Linked DNA regions of Mus musculus: region 2 is linked to region 1. The links are chromatin contacts, called in public capture Hi-C maps. All regions are on one chromosome and are shown on one strand. The core of a region is the stretch at or near the end of the contact, and the rest is flanking DNA. Distances in the headings are between cores, read along the strand shown.

Region 1 (5,796 bases), core at 1,308-3,807:
GGGGGTACAGTGCCTATCCTGACCTCTGTGGGCACCAGGCACACATATGGTGCACACACATGTTCTCAGGCACACACACATACACAGAAAATAAATAGATCAGACAAACACAAGTTTGAGGCTTACGTGGGATTCTGTCTCAAAACAAAACAGAAGTCTGAGGCCAGCCTGGTCTACTGAGCAAGTTCCAGGGCAGCCAGGGCTACACGGAGAAAGCCTGTCTCCAAAACCAAAATAAATAAACAAACAAAGCTGAAGAGGTGGCTCAGTGGTTAAGAGCACTTGTTCTCTCAGAGAAATCAGGTTTGATTCCCGGCATCCACGTGGTACCTCACAACTGTCTGTAACTCCAGTTCCAGGAGATGCACGGTACTCTTCTGACTTGTACCAGACATACATGCAACAAAACACTCATATGCACCATCATAAATCAATCAATCTTGGAAATATAAAACATCATCAACAACAGCTAAGGAAGGAACATCCTGGCCAGCTCAAAACCAACCCAGGCTACATGGCGACTTATGGTCTAGCCTGGGCTACAGACCGAGCCCCAATCTCAAAACAAACAAAAAAATAGCAATGTCCACAAAGTAAACAAACAAACAAAACCTCCAAGGGACTTGGGATGGACTCCTCAACACCGCAGGTCTCCCTGGCACACAGATGCCAACCAGAAAGGTAGCCAGAATGTCCTCTGTATACTCATCCCCACCCTGAAGGCCCCAGGTAAATCAAGGAGGCCTAGGGGATATTCCAGGCTATGCTAGCTGAGAGATACCAGCCTAGAGGAGAGCAGCAGAGGGGTGAGGCCCCTCTTGGCCTATTCTGGGTGTCTGAAGATGTCCCTTAGCCCAAGGAGCTTCATCTAGGAGAGGCTGAAAAGAAGAAAAGAAGAGGAGGAGGAGGAGGAGGAGGAAGAGAAGGAAGAGGAGGAGGAGGAGAAAAAGCAGAAGGTCTCTGAGACATAAAAGGCAGGAAATAAAATCTCCTCAGACTCTGCTGGCGTAATTGAAAATGGACCATATGCCAGGCTCTTGGCAAGGTGCATCTCACAGTCTTTATTTGATTTCCACAACAGCCCGATGAGGCAGCTACTGTTCTCCTTGTTTATCCAACAGGAAACGCAGACACTGGAGGAGGAGACCGAGGACTCCTGGTGTGTTTGGCCAAGGCTGAGGAGAGATTTCCCTGGTCTTTGAGGAAAGCCTGGAGGGATACTCGCTCTATCATCTCTCTTTCTAACACAATAAAAAGAGATTTAGGTTAGACTCCAGAGGAGATGTTAGAGGGTCGTTTACCCTCAGGGTAGACCTGGGAAAGCGGCAGCTTCAAGTGGCCACTTGGCACGCAACGGATAACTTAATCTTTACCACAGACCCCATTTAGAGGTCTCTTCAGGCAATGTGGCCCCACCTCCAGTCTCAAGGGAGGCTTTTGAACAATGTAAAACCCGAGGTCACGTGCATCTTTTGCTAATCTTAACAAGCAGATGGTCCGAGAGGTTAGATATTAGAAGGAAGTCTTTTTTTTTTTTTCAATAAATAAGGCAGGGTTTGCTGATTTAATCACCACCAGGGCTGCACTGAAATTTGCACCTGATTTCCTACTAAAAGCAGAGCCTACTAGTGCACCTGTTGGATAGTGAGTGGTGTGCAGCACACCCACACAGAGAGGACAGGCAAGCCAGCCGCTCAAGCAGAAAGCTCACAGCTCTCCTCAGGAGCCCCTCCCTTCCTGCCTGAAACACTGGAGGATCCTCAGGACACAAAGCAGACCCTGAGTATCCAAAAGCATTGAGCTTTGGCCTGGAACAGAAGGCCTCTGACAGGTTGTCACCAGCAGGGAAGACCCTGGACCAGCAGAGGGAAGGGGAGGTGCTGTGGATCGGGAGTGGGGGAGGGATGGGGGGGTGGGGGATAGATTTTTATCAAGTTGCTCCTTGGAGATGGGCTGCCGTTTTTTGAATGTCACTGGTTTGAACCAAACGTAAATTTACTATTGGCCCTAGGACAGAAGACAAAAACTGCATACCCAGATGTGGTTTTCTTTAGGGCAAATGCAGTCCTGCTACCAAAAGCCTGACTTTCTCCCCCATTCTAAGCTTCTCCAATCTCTTAGCCTCAAAGGTCTAGAAAGGTCAAAGGCCTTGCCTCCAAGGTCACACCAAAGAAGCTGAGCAAGCTGATCTCTACTCAGGATCCCGCCCCAGGTGGCCAGCAGCTGCCCCTGAGAATAGAGAACCTGGGGGCTGGGACGAGGGCATTTATGAGTCGCGGCATCCCGATGGTCTCAGGAGGCGAAAGGGAGACTGTGGACCCGGCAGCAGCCACGCTGTGGTTGTGGGGATGCTTGACTAGAGGACTAATCCCTGCCTGGCTCCCCAGGCCACCACAGTTGCTGTGATGAATTCACCTCCCCCTTTGATCCCAAAGAGGAGAGGGGGCGGGGGAGCATTGATTCACCCAAAGCAAAAGCAACACAAAGGCTGCACCTGTTTCCATGGAGACTCGATTGACTAAGCAAAGGAACAAAACAGGGAGCAAGAAACGCAAACCCGTCACCACCTTCCGGGCCAGCGTGATCGATGTTGGCGGGCCAGTGCCCGACAGGAAGACAACGGAAGGATGAAAGGTGATCGGCAGATCTGGGAGCACATGGGGAGCCCTTTCAGTTGGACCTCACTGGGCCCCGGGGCAAACAAACTGCCTGCCCGGCCCTGACTCCTGCGAGAAACCTGAACAGAAATCCCAAGTGATAGATTCTTCTCCTCACAAAGAGATTCTTTGCTCGACAAAGGAATTCCTGGAAACGACGAGGCAGAAAGGTTGGGAGGCAGACGCTTTCTCTCTGCCTCATGACCAACTTCTGAGGAACAGGGAGAGACTGAGGGAGTAACTTCCAGTAGCAAGTTTATAAGAGAAGACACCAAAATATCCACGGGGTATAGGCAAAAGGAGGGCATTATAAAACATCTGCCGGCAGAGGCCCACATAGTACCAGAGGACATTGCAGAAACGAGGGGACAAAAAGTAAGAGACCCAGCAGCAGGTGTCTGAGGATCCTGAAGGCTGTGTGGACGCTCACTCTTCAAGCTGTTATCCTTAGATGAAGAGGGAAAGTGGTGAACAGGCGTCATCTCTCCATGAACACGGACAAGAAGCCTGAGATGCCCTGAAAAACTGGGGGGTTGAAGGAAAGATGCCAGGTGTGTGATCAGCAGATGGCAGGGGCTTTAATGTAGTTATGGGAGTCCTTAGCTTGTTGTTTCTCTCCCTGACTCCCTCCCTCCCTCTTTCCCTCCCTTTCTCCCCCACCCCCACCCCCACTGTGGTATGTATGTAGAGGCCCCAGGCCACTCTCCACCTTACTTTTTGAGACAGAGTCTCTCACTGAACCTGGAGAGCAGCAACCTCCAGGGATGTTCTTGACTCTACCCATCCAGCACTGGGATTACAGGTGCACACTGGGCCCTGCTGTTTATGTGGCTGTTGGGGGAATCTGAACTCAGGTCCTCACACTTGCGTGACAAGCTCTGTACCAGCTGTGCCCTCTTCCCAGCCCTCCCAAGCCCTTTGGCTTGCTCTAGATGTTTATCAGGTGACACACGCTAAGCACCCACTTCTCACATGCTGCGGTCATGTCGGGAAGAAGGCAAAGTCCTTGGAGAGTCTCCCCAGGATGTTACAGAGCGAGGTCTTTTCCTGTCTATAATTCCTACGGGGGAACGGAAACCAAGGATAGCAACCAAAATATTCCCTGAGCATCCTGTGTGGGCCAGGCACTAAGGAACTATTAGACTCCCTCATCTTCTTCACCACCCCACGAGGGAACCATTATCCTCTCGGTTTCCTAACAGGGGAGCAGGCAGAGGGAGGAGAGGAGTGTGTCACGCGCCTGGCAAGAGGCAACGCCAATCTTCAAGCTCAGCTCTGCCCAGCTACTGAGCCTGTGGACAATGCCCTGCCTCACACCTGCCCAGTCAGCCTCATTCAAGAGTCCAAGGGTGAGGGCAGGCAAAGAACAGATACTGAAGTGGAGGCAGAGCAAGGACTCAGGGGACAGACTCTGTAGCCCTACCCCAAGGCACCTGTCTGCGGTGCTTTCCTTGGGAAAGGTGGCTGTGCTGTGGCCACATTCCTTCCTAGTCTGAGCTTAGTTTGCCCACTCTGTAGCAAGGACACATCCTTATAAGATAAGGAGATGAACATGTGACACACATCCAAGGTGTCAACCAGGCAGTGAAGAAGAAGAATAAATCCCAGCTCCCTCAGCAAACCTTCACAGAGCAGTCCTTGCAGGGCAAACACTTAGGTGGCATCTCTGGGACTGGATTCAAATGACCCTTCCCCCTGGGAATGTTTGAGGAATCGTGGGGGAACCTGGCCTCCCAAGGATGCTCGGATGCATATATGCGTAGCTTCCAGGGTATCCATGTTTACCTGTTGTCTTTCCTGCTGTACACTATCTGAGCTTGAAGCTTCTGTCCTGGAGATGCTCTACCCCATTCCCTGTCTAAAGAGACAAGCACAGAAGGAAGGCTGTCCTGTGGTGGAGTCCCAGGGAGATAGAAGGTCCTTAGGACCCAGAGAAGGTGGCTGGCTTTATTTTCTTTGTGTCTTATCTAACCACCTGTTTTTTAGGTAGACTTGGGAAGCAAGGATTCTGACCCAAGGACGTTTGGCTAACAAAATTCATTGAATAAAGACATTGAGGGGCTTTCGAAATGGCTCAGCCAGTAAAGTGCTTGCCTTGTAATCACGATGACCCAGGTTCAATTCCCTGAATCAATCTCTCCCTCTCCCTCTCCCTCTCCCTCTCCCTCTCCCTCTCCCTCTCCCTCTCCCTCTCCCTCTCCCTCTCCCTCTCCCTCTCCCTCTCCCTCTCCCTCTCCCTCTCCCTCTCCCTCTCCCTCTCCTCCATCTCCCTCCCTCCCCCCTCTCTCTGTGTCTGTCTGTCTGTTTCTGTCTCTCTCTCACACACACAGAGAGACATGGAGAGAAAGAGAGAGAGGTGTGTTTACAATCCCAGTGCAGAGAAGATCAGCGGATCCCTGAGACCAATAGCCAGGCAGCCTAGCCTAATCAGAAAGTGTCCCACTTCACAGTGAAAGATCCTGTCTTAAATTAAAAGGAGGGAAAAAAAAGACAGCATGTAAGAATGACATCCAAGGGCTGGAGAGATGGCTCAGCAGTTAAGAGCACTGACTGCTCTTCCAAAGGCCCTGCGTTCAAATCCCAGCAATCACATGGTGGCTCACAACCATCCGTAATGAGATCTGATGCTCCCTCTTCTGGTGTGTCTGAAGACAGCTACAGTGTGCTTACATACAATAATAAATAAATCTTTGGGCCGGAGCGAGCAGAGTTCCTGAGTTCAATTCCCAGCAACCACATGATGGCTTACAACCATCTGTACAGCTACAGTGTACTCATATACATAAAATAAATAAATAAATCTTTAAAAAAAAAAGAATGCCATCCAAGGTTAACCTTTGGCCCACATGCTCTGGTACATACATATACAAAACTGTAACAATGTAAATGGAGTTAAACTTTGCCTGGCTGGTCTCACCATGACATCCAGTCTGGCAACCTGGAATGACTGCATACACTTCCCAACACTTCCTGGGCTGAGTCTGCCGCTCTAGGGATTTGACAAAAATACACCTGACTCAAGCCCATGGCCTAGAAGAAGTCTGTTTAAAGTTACGATACATTTTTCAATTTGTGGGGGACCCATGAGTTTTCACAATTCGTTTGACAGGTCTGGGATGGATAACAGTTTGGCATCTAC
Region 2 (5,796 bases), core at 1,602-4,101, 810 kb before region 1:
CCTGTATGCCTCCGAGGTGAACACTCTATTGTCTGACCTGTTTTCTCAGTTTCACTCTTTGGTTTTCTTAATCTTCTTTCTCCTTCTATTTTTTTTTTCCATAAGTATTTTTTTTTTAAGATAGGGTTTCTTGTCCCCCCAGCTGGCCTGAAACTCACTGTGTGCTGAGGCTGGACGTGGACTCCTGATCCTCACTCCCTAGTCCCACGCTCACCCACCCCACTCCCCATGCCATCCACACACTTTGGCTGGGACTTGAACCCAGGGCTTGGCACAAGTCAGGCCAGATTCCACACCTGAGCTTTGCTCTCAGCCATTTTCTTTTACTGCTGGTCTTACTGTGTTGTGTTGTGTTGTGTTGTGATGTGTGTGTGTGTTAGTTGTGTGGTTTTATTTATTTATTTTTTATATGTAAGTACACTGTAGCTGTCTTCAGACACACCAGAAGAGGTAGTCAGATCTCGTTATGGATGGTTGTGAGCCACCATGTGGTTGGGATTTGAACTCAGGACCTTTGGAAGAGCAGTCTTACCTGCTGAGCCATCTCACCAGCCCCTAGTTGTGTGGTTTTGATATAGGGTCTCTCTATATAGCCCTGGCAGACCTATAACTCACTTCATAGACCGAACTGGCCCCACTGAACTCACAGATATCCATTTGCCTCTGCTTCTTAAGTTCTGGGATTAGAGAGGTGCACAAACACGCCCTACTGACTTCTCTTTGTGTGTATATCTTTCTTTTCCTTATGAGCACAATATACTGAGGTAGATGGATTACCTAAAGCATCAAGCACTGTCTGAATGGCCTGAGTGGCCATCTCCAACCTCCCCACGTGTTGTCCCCCATGAGTTCTCCACCTCATCTTTCCCACCTTGGAATGCCTCAGGGAGTAACACTGACCTTCCGTTTCAGGATCTGCCATCGACTGGCGGGAACCCGAAGGCAAGGAAGTATGGGATTATGTGACTGTCCGAAAGGATGCCCACATGTTCTGGTGGCTCTATTATGCCACCAACCCTTGCAAGAACTTTTCAGAGCTGCCCCTGGTCATGTGGCTTCAGGTACAGTAAAGTCTTCGCCTGGCCTCCAGGTCAGGTCTCCTTTTAACCTCATTGTTTGGTTCTTAGTTTCCAGCTTAGCAATGACTGACTCATTTTGGTCCTTCTGGTCCTGGGGGCGGTCACATGCTTCTGAGACAGCCTAAAGCAAGAGGGTAGCAAAGGAAGCCCTATTTTCTGGTCTTAATTTCTTTCATTCATTTTTGGAGCTAGGGTTTTTTTTTTTTTTTTTTTTTTTTTTTTTTTTGGTTTTTCGAGAGACGGTTTCTCTGTATAGCCCTGGCTGTCCTGGAACTCACTTTGTAGACCAGGCTGGCCTCAAATTCAGAAATCCGTCTGCCTCTGCCTCCAAAGTGCTGGGATTAAAGGCGTGTGCCACCACCGCCTGGCTGGGTCTTTTTTTTTTTTTTTTTTTAAAGATTTATTTATTATATTTAAGTACACTGTAGTTGTCTTCAAACATTCCAGAAGAGGGATTCAGATCTCATTACAGATGGTTGTGAGCTGGGATTCGAACTCAGGGCCTTCGGAAGAGCAGTCAGTGCTCTTGACTACTGAGCCATCATCTCTCCTACCCCTGGACCCCTGGAGATAGGATCTTGTTATGTAGCCCACAATGGCCTTGAACTCATCACAATCCTGCCTCAGCCTCCCAAGTGCTAGAATAGTGCTCAGCTCATTCCTTACCTTCCAGACTCTTTATATGGAGTCCTGACAGTTTCAAGGCCCCTCACTGAAAGCTGTCTGTGATACAGTTGGCTTCTTACAAAAAGAAAGTGTTTGAAAAGTTCTGAGCCAAGGCTGAGGTACCCCAATCCTCCTCCCTTCTTCCTGTCCACACAGTCCTGAGCCCCAACTTTGAGTCCCCAGGTAAGCCATGTTTTAAAACATTTTTGAGGTTATAATATAATTATGTTTCTTCCCCTCTACTCTCCCATATACCCTTACTCGCTCTCTTTCAAATTCATGGCTTCTCTCTTCATTAATTGGTTACTGCATACATATGTGTGTATGTATATGTGAATATATGTGTGTGTATACATACACACACACACACACACACACACACACACACACACACACACACACACACACACACATATATTCCTAACTATAACATGCCAGTCTTTTGTATCTTAGCATGGATGTGAGGGTTCTACCCTTTTCCCTAGTGTGTTTGTATTTTAACTCTGAGTTCTGTCTCATGAGTTGAAGGTTAAAAAAACAAACAAAACAACCACCACCACCACCACCACCTGGCCTTGTGAACAGTTTAGGGATAGGCAGAGAGCTGCTGCATTCTTCAAATGGCACCTATGGTGGCCTCGCCCACCGGAAAGACTAGTCTCTAGGGAGGGGTTGAGGAACCTTGAGGTTCCTGAGGTCTCACCTGTAATTAGGACACCCTGGTACTCACCTCTGTGGGATATGGGGCGAGGCTTCCTTCTCAAGGGCCTGCCCGAGCTGAGGCTCTGCCCTAGGTAGGGCCTGACACTGCAGACTTGATGTGTGGGTGAAATAAGAACAATTCTGAGGCTGAGCCTGCTGCAGGATCTTCACGGCTGCCCTATTGGGGCCTGAAGATAAACAGCTCTGCCGGGTAGCACTAGTTGGAAAATTTCCGGAGTGGAATCCGTAATCTGTGCGCTCATCCCAGATGCGGCAGCTGATGAACGCGTGGTTGCCCGGAAGAGCCTGGATGTGGGAAAGCCTTGAGCCTGCTGGTGTGGACACCAGACCCTTCTCTGGGCCATAGTGTTCTGAGTGGAGGGATTTGAGTGATTTTGAAGCCTTCAGATGAAGCCAGTGTTGGGGACAAAAAAGCAGAACTAAAGCTGGGGTGGGGCAGCTGCGGGGTCCTGGGTTTGTGGCTGCCTCTCTGTCCCCTGCTACCCACAGTGTACTCTCTGGGCTTTCCAGAAACCAGTTTAACAAAACAAAACAAAACACTGCATTTCATAGGCTCAGGATTCAACTTTCCAGGGGGGTGGAGGTGGAGTTTGCCTACCTTGTACAAGGCCTTGTCCCCACCACTACAAAACAGAATGAAACAAAAACCAAAAGTTGCAAGCTAGCCTTCTCTTTCACCATAGAGTTGTTTTCCTTATCTGGGTGGGGTGGGGGGTGGGGTTTGGACACTAGCATCTGCCTGGCCCTGGAAGTTGTCTGGTGTGTGTGTGGCCTGTTGGTTAGGTTAACCCTCAGGCGGAGTCGCTGTACAAAGGATAGTAACTGAAAACCCTCATCTGCTCTTCCCTATTTCCCCAGAGCCCCAAGGAAGGAGGCTAAAATAAGGAGGAAACAGTTAACTTAGATGAGAAGAGCTAGTTAAGGAGGAAACAGTTAACCTAGATGAGAAGAGCTAGTTAGCAGCCTTCCAAGGACTTAGGCAGAAACTTCTTTGCAAAGCGGCTCATCTTTGAGAATGGAGGTCACGTGAATAGCGAGTGAGCCATTTCATGGATAGGAAGCTATTTTTCAAGTCATTTCAGCTTACTCGCTGACACATTTATCTTAGAGGAACCGAGAAGCCCTGAGCCTCAGCTCCCCATACCACTTTTTTCCAGGGTTTCTGGGTGAAGATTTTTGTGATCTGTTCATTATTATTGTTATTATCATCCTTATATTTAAATAAGGGCATAAGATAGGGCTCAGTTTGTAAAGTGCTTGCTATGCATCTATGCGGATTTGAACTTAGACACCTATACTTGTCAGGATGATCCCTGGAGCTCCCTGGCCTGCCAGGTAGCAGAGTTCGTGAACTCCAGGCTCATCGATAGACCCTGCCTTCAAAAATAAGGTGGAGAGCGATTGAGACAGACATCTAATGTGGCCTCTGGCTTCCACGTGTGCCTGTGCACGTACACACACGCAAAGTGAGATCTTCCCGGCAGTTTCTCCTAGCTACTGGGAAAGGAGCACAGGAAGATGGAGCAGAAATGGACGATGGAAATCCTCCCGCAGTGGCCCAGGCTTCTAGATTCTCAGATGTGCTCCCCGAAACTTTGGTTTTCATCTGGCCCCTACAGAGAAGCCTCTGTGAAAGAAAAGACCCACCTTCGTTTGAGGGTGCACCTTTCCTCTGTGTACTTTGTATTTCCTTAGGGGCCACAGCATTTTCTGGGGTTTGTGATTCTTCTAAGTGGCCCCGTGATTCATCCTGCAGATGTGGTGTCTCACCCTCCTCCCTCTGGGAGGACTTCCAGTTGCGCCCTGCCTCTTGGTGCTATTAGTGGCGCTGGGATGAATATCTCCAACTGGTTTGTGAACTTTTTGCCGCTGTATTAGGAAATCTTAACATATAATCCCGGGGGAGTTGAGCCTCTGATTTTTATCAAGGAGGTTAGTGTCAGTTCAGAACATTAAGGATGGAGGATATTTAGCAGGTAGTGCCTGTTGCCTTGTCTAGCCGGCCCTTGGCCCTGTTTCCACTCCTCCGTCTCTCCTTGTGGGAGGGGCAGGGTCTTGCCCAGACGAGCCTTCAACTGAATAAATAATTCTCCTTCCTTTGCATACAGTGCAGGGATTACAGGTGTCTGTTACTATACCCCAAAGACACCTCAGTCTGTCTCTTTTCTTCAGATTGCCCTGACTTCCACTGTGCCTGCTTCCCTTTCTGCTCGCCCCTCTCCATGTGCTGAGAGACTGTATACCCTGGGCCTGTCTCTGACTCAGCTGCTAATATTTTCCTCATCCCTGCCCCCAGCTCATCTGGACCTCCTGGATCCATCTAGAAAAACCCCCTCTTTTTTTCCTGATCATCTGTCTCCCAGAGGACCTGTTCCCATCAAATCCCCCTTACCTGCCCCATTTTGCCTGTTTGCTTCTGCCCACCCCTCCCCCTCTGAGCCCTTCAGAGCACACAGAGCTTACCCTCTGCAGTTTGGAGGCTCCAGTACTGAACTTCAATTTCGAATCCTGCCTCTTTTGCCCATGTAAAGACCCCTGATGTCCCCCTATACTCCTACTCTGAGACTTCTGTGTTGGCTATGGTATACGCAGAGGGTGTGCTTATCCATTGGGCCCCAAAGGAGAGTCTTCTGCCTTTCAGTTGAGGGGTAGGAAAGAGTCAAAAAGCTCAAGTTCTTGTTCAGATGGAGCCTGCAGTTGCTAAGAGGGCCAGGGGCTAGCCTGTTCTATCCCTCTTTGTAGCTTTATGATATTTGAGAAGAGAGAGATTTAGTGAGCCCCAAGTCAGGCCCAGGTTTAAGTCCAGAGAACCAAGAGGCAAGAAAAGTCACCTAGGTTCTGGCCCCACACCTCCTCCACTCTGGCTTCGAACGCAGTGATCTGCCTGCCCTGAGTGCTGGGGTTAAAGGTCTGTGCCACTGCTGCCTGTCTCACCTAGGACTCCTAAAATTATCTCCATCCTTTCAGAGAGAGACTTGCATGGTTTCTGCAGGAGTTTGGTGGGTGCAGGAGCTCCCAGAAAATGTGGAGCTGGAAAAAAATAAATAAACCACTTTCTTTGCTTTTAAATTTTTGTTTGTAGCTCAGGGCTCCCGATCTCGCTGCTTCATCCCCCTCCAGGGCTGGGGTTAGAACTGTGCATTTCCTCAGCTCGCTTGCTTGCTCGCCTCCCTCCCTCCCTCCCTCCCTCCCTCCCTCCCTCCCTCCCTCCCTCCCTCCCTCCCTCCCTCCCTCCCTCCTTCCTTCCTTCCTTCCTTCCTTCCTTCCTTCCTTCCTTCCTTCCTTCCTATTTTCCTTTCTTTCTTTTTTCCTCCCTGTAAAGAAAATT

What was found. Capture Hi-C pulls out chosen DNA fragments and counts their contacts.
Region 2: a capture Hi-C map of embryonic stem cells shows a contact between it and region 1, with 3 times the contacts expected there. The contact joins two enhancer-like sites. A contact is called at or near these places in 2 of 115 datasets of contacts at active chromatin or transcription factors (bone marrow-derived macrophages and embryonic stem cells) and 2 of 9 other capture datasets (embryonic stem cells and pancreatic islet).

The regions. Positions count from the first base shown.
Region 1 is chr11:88,136,157-88,141,952 of GRCm38.p6, reverse strand. The region is part of intron 1 of Cuedc1 (CUE domain containing 1); the gene reads right to left. Among named protein-coding and RNA genes, the nearest start is that of Cuedc1, 40 kb to the right of the region's middle. Within about 2 kb of position 2,557, at least 128 of the 459 cell types and tissues checked have an H3K27ac peak or open chromatin away from gene starts, as enhancers often do. A contact at or near this core is called in embryonic stem cells, where this site is marked.
Region 2 is chr11:88,947,671-88,953,466 of GRCm38.p6, reverse strand. Scpep1 (serine carboxypeptidase 1) reads left to right here. Exons shown (of 13, transcript NM_029023.3): 2 at 913-1,061. Among named protein-coding and RNA genes, the nearest start is that of Scpep1, 4.9 kb to the left of the region's middle. Within about 2 kb of position 2,851, at least 81 of the 459 cell types and tissues checked have an H3K27ac peak or open chromatin away from gene starts, as enhancers often do. A contact at or near this core is called in embryonic stem cells, where this site is marked.